2 separate regions of the Triticum aestivum genome follow, and region 2 is linked to region 1. A link is a contact called in public Hi-C data. All regions are on one chromosome and are shown on one strand. The core of a region is the stretch at or near the end of the contact, and the rest is flanking DNA. Distances in the headings are between cores, read along the strand shown.

Evidence for each region. A called contact is a pair of places that touch in the nucleus more often than the background predicts.
Region 2: a Hi-C map of leaf shows a contact between it and region 1, with 4 times the contacts expected there. The contact joins the enhancer-like site here to the promoter of LOC123043211 in region 1. A contact is called at or near these places in 1 of 5 Hi-C or Micro-C datasets (leaf) and 1 of 1 datasets of contacts at active chromatin or transcription factors (leaf).

What each region holds. Positions count from the first base shown.
Region 1 is chr2B:24,840,532-24,845,471 of IWGSC CS RefSeq v2.1, reverse strand. LOC123043211 (putative disease resistance protein RGA3) reads left to right here and starts at 3,133. Exons shown (of 1, transcript XM_044465587.1): 1 at 3,133-4,940. The coding sequence starts at 3,250.
Region 2 is chr2B:25,065,619-25,070,912 of IWGSC CS RefSeq v2.1, reverse strand. No RefSeq gene overlaps it. Among protein-coding and RNA genes, the nearest start is that of LOC123040083, 69 kb to the left of the region's middle. Within about 2 kb of position 1,617, at least 3 of the 8 cell types and tissues checked have an H3K27ac peak or open chromatin away from gene starts, as enhancers often do. A contact at or near this core is called in leaf, where this site is marked.

The DNA of each region.
Region 1 (4,940 bases), core at 1,884-4,383:
ATTTTATATGATTTTTGGGACTAACCTATTAACCTAGAGCCCAGTGCCAGTTTCTGTTTTTTCCTTGTTTTTTAGTTTCACAGAAAAGGAACACCAAACGGAATCCAATTGACGTGCCAATTTTTGACGAATTTTTATGGACCAAAAGAAGCCCCTGGAGTGCAAGAGTTGAGCCAGAAGAGTCCTGGGCTGCCCATGAGGGTGGGGGCCATGCCCACCCCATAGGGCGCGCCCCCCTGCCTCGTGGATAGCCCGGAACCCCCCCCCCCTAACGCGAGAACTACGCCAAAAATTCCTATAAATACTGAAACCTCCAGAAAATAACATAGATCGGGAGTTCCGCCGCCGCAAGCCTCTGTAGCCACCAAAAACCAACCGGGACCCTGTTCCGGCACCCTGCCGGAGGGTGGATCCCTCACCGGTGGCCATCTTCATCATCCCGGCGCTCTCCATGACGAGGAGGGAGTAGTTCACCCTCGGGGCTGAGAGTATGTACCAGTAGCTATGTGTTTGATATCTCTCTCTCGTGTTCTTGATTTGGCACGATCTTGATGTATCGCGAGCTTTGCTATTAAAGTTTGATCTTATGATGTTTCTCCCCCTATACTCTCTTGTAATGGATTGAGTTTTCCCTTTGAAGTTATCTTATCAGATTGAGTCTTTAAGGATTTGAGAACACTTGATGTATGTCTTGCCGTGCTTATCTGTGGTGACAATGCATATTCACGTGATCTACTTGATGAATGTTTTGGTGATCAACTTGTGGGTTCAGTGACCTTGTGAACTTATGCATAGGGGTTGGCACACGTTTTCGTCTTGACTCTCCGGTAGAAACTTTGGGGCACTCTTTGAAGTACTTTGTGTTGGTTGAATAGATGAATCTGAGATTGTGTGATGCATATCGTATAATCATGCCCATGGATACTTGAGGTGACAATGGAGTATCTAGGTGACATTAGGGTTTTGATTGACTTGTGTCTTAAGGTGTTATTCTAGTATGAACTCTATGATAGATTGAACGGAAAGAATAGCTTCATGTTATTTTACTACAGACTCTTGAATAGATAGATCAAAAAGGATAACTTTGAGGTGGTTTCGTACCCTACCATAATCTCTTTGTTTGCTCTCCGCTACTAGTGACTTTGGAGTGACTCTTTGTTGCATGTTGAGGGATAGTTATATGATCCAGTTATGTTATTATTGTTGATAGAACTTGCACTAGTGAAAGTATGAACCTTAGGCCTTGTTTCCTACCATTGCAATACCCTTTACACTCACTTTTATTACTTGTTACCTTGCTGTTTTTATAATTTCAGATTAGAAATACCTTTATCTACTATCCATATTGCACTTGTATCACCATCTCTTCGCCGAACTAGTGCACCTATACAATTTGCCATTGTATTGGGTGTGTTGGGGACACAAGAGACTCTTTGTTATTTGGTTGCGGGGTTGTTTGAGAGAGACCATCTTCATCCTACGCCTCCCACGGATTGATAAACCTTAGGTCATCCACTTGAGGGAAATTTGCTACTGTCCTACAAACCTCTACACTTGGAGGGCCCAACAATGTCTACAATAAGAAGGTTGTGTCGTAGACATCACTACGCCTTCTCCACCAGCGGGGCGGAGCTCGTGGACGGGGCGAGGGCGATAGACTCCGGGCGAGCAACTCCGAGGCCGGGCAGGGCGGAGCATGGCCGACGAGTTCGCGGCCAGGCGGAGCGTGGCCATGGACGAGCTCGCGGTCGGGCGAAGCGTGGCTGGGGCCGAGCTCGTGGACGGGCGGAGCACCTACCTCCCCGCTCGCCGCCTACTCGTCGCCGTGCCGTCGTGCAGACAAAGCCGAAGAGCACCACGCGGTGGTGCAGCCGCGGAGATGGGAAGGTTCGAGCACACCATGCGGTGGGGCACGCGCAAGGACGGCGTGGGTCGCGGCCGGGCGTAGCCACGCAAGGCAGGGGCGCGGCTAAGCGCGGGTGGGGTGGCCGGTAGGCAGCGGCGGGTAGGTCACGGCCAGGGGCAGCGGCGCACGTGGGCTGTCTCACCGGGGCGGACGGGAATAACGGCGGACGTTGCTTTGAGGGAGATGGTGAAGCAGAGGAATGCTGTCGGGGAACGATGATGACAGCGAGCTGCGGGGCGGTCCGGCCCATCCTGGTGCTCGGAAGGACGAGGACGAGGGCGGCGGTCCACATGCACGCCATGGTGCAGCTCGGGGAGGAGGGTGGCCGCGGATATTTCGGAGCCACGGCGACCGCGACACTCGGAGGGCGAGCGCGCGTGTGCTCCTCTGCCCACGCAGAGCAGGCCTCGAGCGACGGGCGAAGCCGGACATGGAGCAGCCGGCGCGCAGGAGGTCCGGAGACGAGCGGAGCAGCCGCCGCCGGTGGAGCTTGGTGCTGCCGTCTGCCTATCTGACGAAGCGCGGCGGCCGAAGACGGAGTGCAGGGGCACGGAGACAGTGGCGGGGCAGCACGCTGGGGCGGACGGGGAGGGGGGAAGGGGATGAGCGCCAGCAGGAGGAGGAGCGGGCCTCGAGCTCGCGGCGCCGCGGTCGGTCGGCGGTGGCGAGCATGAGCGCTAGCACACACGCTTGGGCGGTGGGGGGGCGGGGAGGGGCAACGAGTGGATATTATCCAATCCCCGGGTTAAATTTTACGCCGACAGCCCCCCAAGCGGCGAAAAAATGCCTCCTGTTGGGCTCAACGGCTGGAGATGCTCCTAGGACTTAAGATGGCAGTGATATTCCTAGCCCATCGGGGTTCAACTCCTGGTGCTCGTATTTTCTGGGTTTATTCCAGTATTTCCGGCGATGTGCGTTCAATGAGAGGAGATGTTCTCATCGACTATGAGACGCCTATTACAACTGCGTAAATCTTAAAATGATATGCTAGCTCAGTCTCTCGGGGATGATTACGGGGTATGATGTGCGTGTGTGGGGTGAGTGTATGCGCACGTACCGTGTTAAAAATTTGTTGAAGAACTTTTTAGGTTTGCTAATAATGTTTTTCAAAGTGGGTGCCGGTGTGCGTGCGACGTGGGGAAGAATTGATGGGTGAACACACGAGTGAGCTTTGTGCGGCAGGTCAACATCGGCCCTGGCTTTATCATTCATCATTCACAAAGTATGGTGATGGTGGCATTTGTGGCGTTCACACCGCGCCATACGCGCGTTCACACTGCCGCTGCATCCATTCCCTCCTCCCTCCTCCCAGCCCAGCACCGCGCCATTGACGACTTCAGTCGATGGATCCGCCGATGCCGATGTCCCTGGTGTTCCCGTCGCTCGATCCGCCGAAGCCGGCCGCCCTCCTCTCCATGGATCTGCTGCTGGAGGAGGCTTTCCGGGCCATGGCGCGCGCGGCGGAGCAGTTCCGCTCCCTGGGCGAGAAGCAGGCCAAGCGCCTCATGGTCGCCGGCTCCGGGGGCGGCAAGCTGCGGGAGGTGGCGACCCAGCTGGAGCAGGTCCGCGACCTGCTCGGGGCCGTCGACGACGGGGGGAGCTCCCCGGCGGCGGCGGCGGAGTCCTTCTACGGCATCGACGACCTGCTTGACGAGATGGAGTACCACATGCTCGCCTTCCACCTCGAAGCCTCTGCAAATACAAATCCAAAGGTCAGCAATCCCCTCGCTTCTGCCCTCAGGCTGGGCAGGCGATTCCTTAGCAGCAGCAGCAGCAGCAGCGATGGGGCGTCCCGCTCCCGGTGGTTCCTCAAGGACCTGGATTCCGTCGCAGCCACTCTGACCTCTCTGCTCAACCAAGTCCAAGGCTCCAGTCTGCCGCTTGCCATCTCCGATGCGCCGCCCCAGGACCACAAGCTGTTTGGCCGCACCAGGGAGCTCAATGACATTGTGCAGATGCTGACAGAGCCGCTCTCATCCCACCATCCTACCCTCAAGGTCATCTCCATTGTTGGCTTCGGCGGTCTGGGCAAGACCACGCTCGCCCAGTCGGTCTACGACCACATCGGAGTACAGCGCCACTTTGATCTCACAGCATGGGCACATGTCTCCGCCAAGCCTGACAGACTGGAACTAGCAGCTCAGATACTGCGTTCCGCCAGCCCAGCCTACCGTGGATCCATCGACAAAGATGCCACCTTCGGAGCTCTTCAGTCGCAACTCACTCAACTTCTGGCATCCAAGAGATTTCTGCTTGTTCTCGATGATGTGTGGGATGTGCCCCAAGATACATGGCAGGAACTCCTCATTCCTCTTAAATCTGCCCAAAGTGGGAGCAGAATTATTGTGACCACCAGAACACCAAAGGTTGCTGACATGCTCGGTGCATCTCACACCTACCACCTGAATCCACTGGGCATCGAAGATTGTTGGTCCTTGTTCCACCGATATGCTTTTGGGGGCTGGAGCACACATGATTCCAGTGATGAACTGGAGCAGATTGGGAGGACGATTGTTGCTAAAGTCGACGGATTGCCTTTGGCTGTCAAGGTGCTGGCAGGACTGCTTGGAGCTACAAAGAGCACAAAGTACTGGCGTATTATCTCGGAAAAACAATTTTCCGGAGATGCCACTCTCTCCTCGCTGCGCTTGAGCTACAGTTACCTGCCAGGACGACTCAAGCAATGCTTTGCATTCTGCAGCATATTTCCCAGGAACTGGAAGTTTGACCAAAGAACCATGATCCGCCTTTGGATGGCCAATGGTTTTATACAGTCCCAAACCGACACTGGTAAAAGGATGGAGGATCTGGGCACAGATTACTTCAATGCTCTCCTATCTCGGTCATTCTTCCAAACTCTTAGGCAGGGTCCTCGCACACACTGTATCATGCACGACCTGATCCATGATCTTGCAGTGTCAGTTTCAACCAATGATTGCTTTCAATTTGAGCCTGGCGTGACCCGTTTTATCCCCTCAACAGTGCGCCATATCTCGGTCACTACGGATGGCACAGAAGACATCAATGCTGCCAT
Region 2 (5,294 bases), core at 368-2,867, 230 kb before region 1:
GGTTGTAAAATTCCCGAGCGGGACGTCGCGTGTTCGATCTCTCGCTGGCGAAGGGTACTTTTGGTGTTTTTTTTACGCGCTTGAGCTACTGACCTTCAAATGGGCCGGCCCATCTGTATCTACCTTATGCGAAAGCTACTCTGCCTGACGCTAACGAGCGTCAGACAGGAGCTCTCCCCGTACAACCGCTGGTTCCTATTCGGCGAAAAAAGAAGTACCTGGGAGGACTCGAACCCACGCAGTAGCGGTTTCAGCGTGCCACGTGATAACCACCCCGGCACTCAACGTTTTGTGATCAAGTATATTTTCTTACCTCTTTTGTTCCTTCTTTTCCTTTTCATTTTTCTTTCTTCCTTTCTTTTTCCCTTTTATTTTTTTACTTTTTCTAATTCGTAATGTTCACCGGATTTCATGAAGTTTTTTTCAACTTCGATGAATTTTTCCAAAATTTGATGAACTATTTTTCAAGTTCGATGAACTTTTTTCAAATGTAGTGAACTTTTCTTCAAATTGGATGAACTTTTTTCTAATTCATTGAACTTTTTTGCAAACGCGATGAATTTTTTTTCAAATTTGATGAACTCATTTTTAAGTCAATGAATTTTTTTCAAATTCGATGAACTTTTTTTCAAATTCGATGAACTTTTGTCAAAAAATCAATGAACTATTTTCCAGATTCGGTGAACTTTTTTGAATTATGATGAACTTTTCTCAAATTTGATGAACTTTTATTATATTTCGATGAACTTTTTTCAATCATCAATTCCCAGGGATTCCGGCTCTTTAAGTAATTCATTTTTTCCATCTGCCAAATATGAAGGTCGCAATAATTTTTTTGCGAAGTAAGTTCTGAATATGGAAACTTAGTTCCTGTCAAACAAAAATGGTTCATCATTTTAGTTCAACAGGAACATCATGTCAACTCGCTTGCTCAAGCATCAATCCCAATGCTATGTAATATAAGACATAGCAACTATGTGTTCGAAGATTAAGTTTTCTTTTTTACTTATCCATGAAAGCTGATAATTTCTGGAGAATGTACTACTCATTTTGAATTTTTCTTTACTTTGAATTAAACGCATATTATTTTCTAAAATATTATTCAAACATTAAAGCAATAATTCATACAGAAAAAAATGAGAGAGAAAACACAATTTTGTTATTGTTCTTCAACAAACAAATAAGAAACAGTCGAAAAACACCCGTCTTCCTGTTTTTTACCACGAGCGAAATCCATATAACAATCAGAGTGATTCAGCGACAAACAGCCAGAACAACTGGCAACAGGCTTCCAACGATGTGACAACCTAGCGAACCAGTTAGAACGAAACAGCAAAAGAGTTTAGAAGGAACGAGTGGGCTTCCAACAATACCAGTCCAAGAAGAAACGACATAGGCGCCGAAACTCCTTACGGGCGCTGAAGGCGCCGACGAGGAGGACTCCGTACAACCTCTGCTCTATTGTCACATCGCGTCGCGTAGATGTGGGCTATCCCACTAAACCCATATACCCACTTAAGATTGTGCGGGCTTTGACGGGTATCCCACCTAACATATGCGGCAATTGTGGGGCGTGCGCTGGCATCCCGCTTAGCGTCCCACTTACAGCCTGAGGTGGAGTCCGTGCCTCAGCGACAGAGAGGGCATAGGGCTGCGCGCGGCTGGGCTGCGGAAGGCCATGCGTCAGCTAGGCCGGCTTGCCTGGCTGGCCGGCCCAGTCATTTTTTTTCTATTTTTCTGTTTCTTTCTGTTATTTCTATTTGAATTCAAAATTGATTTTTCTGCCAGCAGTAAATATTTTCTAAATTCAAATTGGGATTCTCTTGTTTGTCTCAACTTTTTGTTTGGGTCCTTTCGGCATACATTTTTTGCACCTTGTTTTCCAGCTTGTTTTAAATATTCTTTTTGATTATTTTATTTTCCAAAATAGTTTGCTTATGTTTTTCTTCAACTTGTTATTCTCCTGACCAATTTTCATTTCATTTTGAATTTTGTTTCACTTATTTATTTTTGGTAATATTTTATGTGTAACCCCTTTAGGGTTTTATTTTAACTTTCTGTTTTTGTTGTTTTTAGGTTTCAACAAAGTGCCCACTAGGTTTTGACTGGTTGCATTTGGTGTTCACCCTTTCCAAGCAACCAACATAGTCACTCAATCAATCTTTCAAGCAACTCTCGTTATCTACCAATCAATGTCAACCAATTCTTGAAGAATTTTAATTCCCTGTGAAAGTTTGTGAACCTTCCAGATTTGTGAAAAATCTGGGATGTGACAGTGTTGGACGTGGACACCACTAGTGCTCTTTACCACAGGCATCATACTACTAGCGTCTCGACTCCGCGTGGGTAAAGATGTTTCTCAAACCCGCTACTAGACTTTTTCCTACAGGTGTGGTGTGTATGTGCAAGCGCATCAACGGGGATTGTACATCGATATAGGAAATCGGTTGGGGCTAGACTAATGTGCACATCGAGAGGCCTCCTCAAGCAACTGGCTAGTGGCTAGTGCTGAGTCAACTCTAGTATCACGTGCGGGGCTCCTTGCAATAACCGGCTGGTCTCAACTCGCAGAGGCTAACCGGCTGGGTCTCTCTACGTATTGCGCAAGAGGGGGAAGCAGCACACTCGCGCATACGAGAATGGGGGCTTCCGACTACAATGCATACGACATAGCCCCTGAACAAAGGCCCGAGTGATACAATAACAATGTCGGGCTAGGAGAGTGCCGATACAAAGCAAAGGGTAACGACGAAAATGGGAGAAAAGTGCTCTGAGAGAGGGTATTTAGACCTCTCCCAATGCAAAGGTGCTTACATGAGGTGCTAAGTGAATTAAATACTTTAGCAACTGTGACGCCCTCGATTCAATCGTACACTAATCATACACGCAAATGTGTATGATCAAGATCAAGGACTCACAGAAAGATATCACAACACAACTTTAGACACAAATTAAAATAATACAAGCTTTATATTACAAGCCAGGGGCCTCGAGGGCTCGAATACATTAGCTTGAATACAAACGAGTCAGCGGAAGCAACAATATCTGAGTACAGACATAAGTTAGACAAGTGCCTTAAGAAGGCTAGCACAAAAGCATCTACGATCGAAAAGACATGGCCTCCTGCCTGGGAGCCTCCTAACTACTCCTGGTCGTCGGCGTCCGTCACGTGGTAGTAGGCACCCTCGGGGTAGTAGCAGTCGTCAAAGGTGGCATCTGGCTCCTGGACTCCACCATCTGGTTGTGTCGTCCAAGAAGAATGGAAAAGGGGGAAAAGAGGGAGCAAAGCAACCGTGAGTACTCATCCAAAGTACTCGCAAGCAAGGATCTACACTACATATGCAACATTATCAAAGGAAGGCTATATAGGTGGACTGGGCTGCATAAATGCCAGAATAGAGAGAAGGCCTAGTCCTATCGAAGACTAGCATCTTCTGGAAACCACCATCTTCCAGCAAACAGGAGGGAGTAGAGTAGCATAAAGTTAAGTAGTAGTAGTGTTATCAACCTCGGCCAGAGATCCTTTCTCGACTCCCTGCAAGAAAGCAATCCCAGAGCCATACTATCCATTTATCATCACAATCCAATTCTCATCATCATCCAATTGTCATCACAAGTATCCAGTTCTAGTTGTATCGATCGGGATACAACTCCGAGTGTCCGTTACCGTAGGACAGGCTATCGATAGATGTTTTATTCCCTACAGGGGTGCACCAACTTACCCACCACGCTTGATTAACTCCGGCCGGACACACTTTCCTGGGTCATGCCCGGCCTCAGCCAAACAATACGCCGCAACCCGACCTAGGCTTAATAGAGAGGCCAGCACGCCGGACTAAACCTATGCCCCCAGGGGTCATGGGCCATCTCCCCGGGAACTCCTGCACGTTGCGTGGGCGGCCGGTGAGCAGACCTAGCTACCTCCTTCAACAAGGCAGGCGCTTACGCAGTCCAACCCGGCGCGCGCCGCTCAGTCGCTGACGTCTATTAAGCTTCGGCTGATGTATACGACGCAGAACGCCCATACTATGCCCACGTGATGGTTAGTGCTATCAGACCAGAGGCCCCTCGGATCAAATATCCAAATCGTAGTGGATTAGGAACGCGCGGTAACAAGCAGAGACTCACGAAAGATGTGACCCCGTCGCCCCGTCTCGAGGACTTGCGGCAAGGGCTAGGAATGCCCGGCCACGCCTCGTAATTATCTCGCGGGCACCTTCCAGGTCAACCCGTCTCCACATCACTCGCAAATATGCTCGCGCGGGTACCCCTCAGGGTCGGCCCGTCTTTAGTAACATGGTTCAGTGTAAAGTCATAGTAACCATAGTAACTGTGTGTCCAAACATCAAGGGGAAAACCCGAGGAATCACCCCCGGTGAATTCCACTCGATGTAATCAACAAGGTGAACGTAAGAGGAATCACCCCCGAGGTTCACACTTGAGGGGTTGCACGACAAGGTCATATCGGAAGTGGTTAAGGCGGAATCACCCTCGATGACCACGACCGAATAGCTACACTACAGGGTTAACATCAGAAGTGCTGTAGAGGTCTCACCCTCGGCACTCGATAGTAACCCAGCAGAGTCGAGCAACTAAGGGGAAAGTGATGTGCGGTGTCGGGGCCTGGTCTTCGATCCCGTTGATCGTGTCTTCAATGATGAAGCAGGGGCAACAAGGACAAGATGGGGGTCACTGATGGATCTATAACCAACCTATACTAAGCAGTTTTAGGATAAGCAGGTAATGTACAACATCAGATACAAAAGCAGGCTATGCATCAGAATAGGACCAAATAATAGCAGTAGCAAAATCTAATGCAAGCATGAGAGATGGAATGGGCGATATCGGGACGATCAAAAGGGGGGGCTTGCCTGGTTGCTCTGGTAAGGAGGGGTCGTCGTCGACGTAGTCGATCACAGGGGCAGCATCGGTCTCGGGGCCTACCGGAGAGAAGAGGGGGAAGAAACAGTAAATATAAGCAAACAGATGCAACGCTAAGCATGACAAGATGATAAGCAAAACTAGGATCGACCTAACGTAGTATTACAGTTGCAGACGGAGGGGATAAACATCAGAGGATGAATTCCCGACGTCTGGTGTTTTTCGGACAGATGAAAAGAGAGGGGAGGGTTCCAAGTATCAGCATGCTAGGGGCATGTGACAGATGAACGGACCGTGCATCCGGATTCGTTGGATTTTTCTGAGCAACTTTCATGTAGAAAACATTTTCATCCGAGTTACGGTTTATTTTCTATGATTTTTCAAAGGTAAAAGCATTTTCAGAAACTATTTAA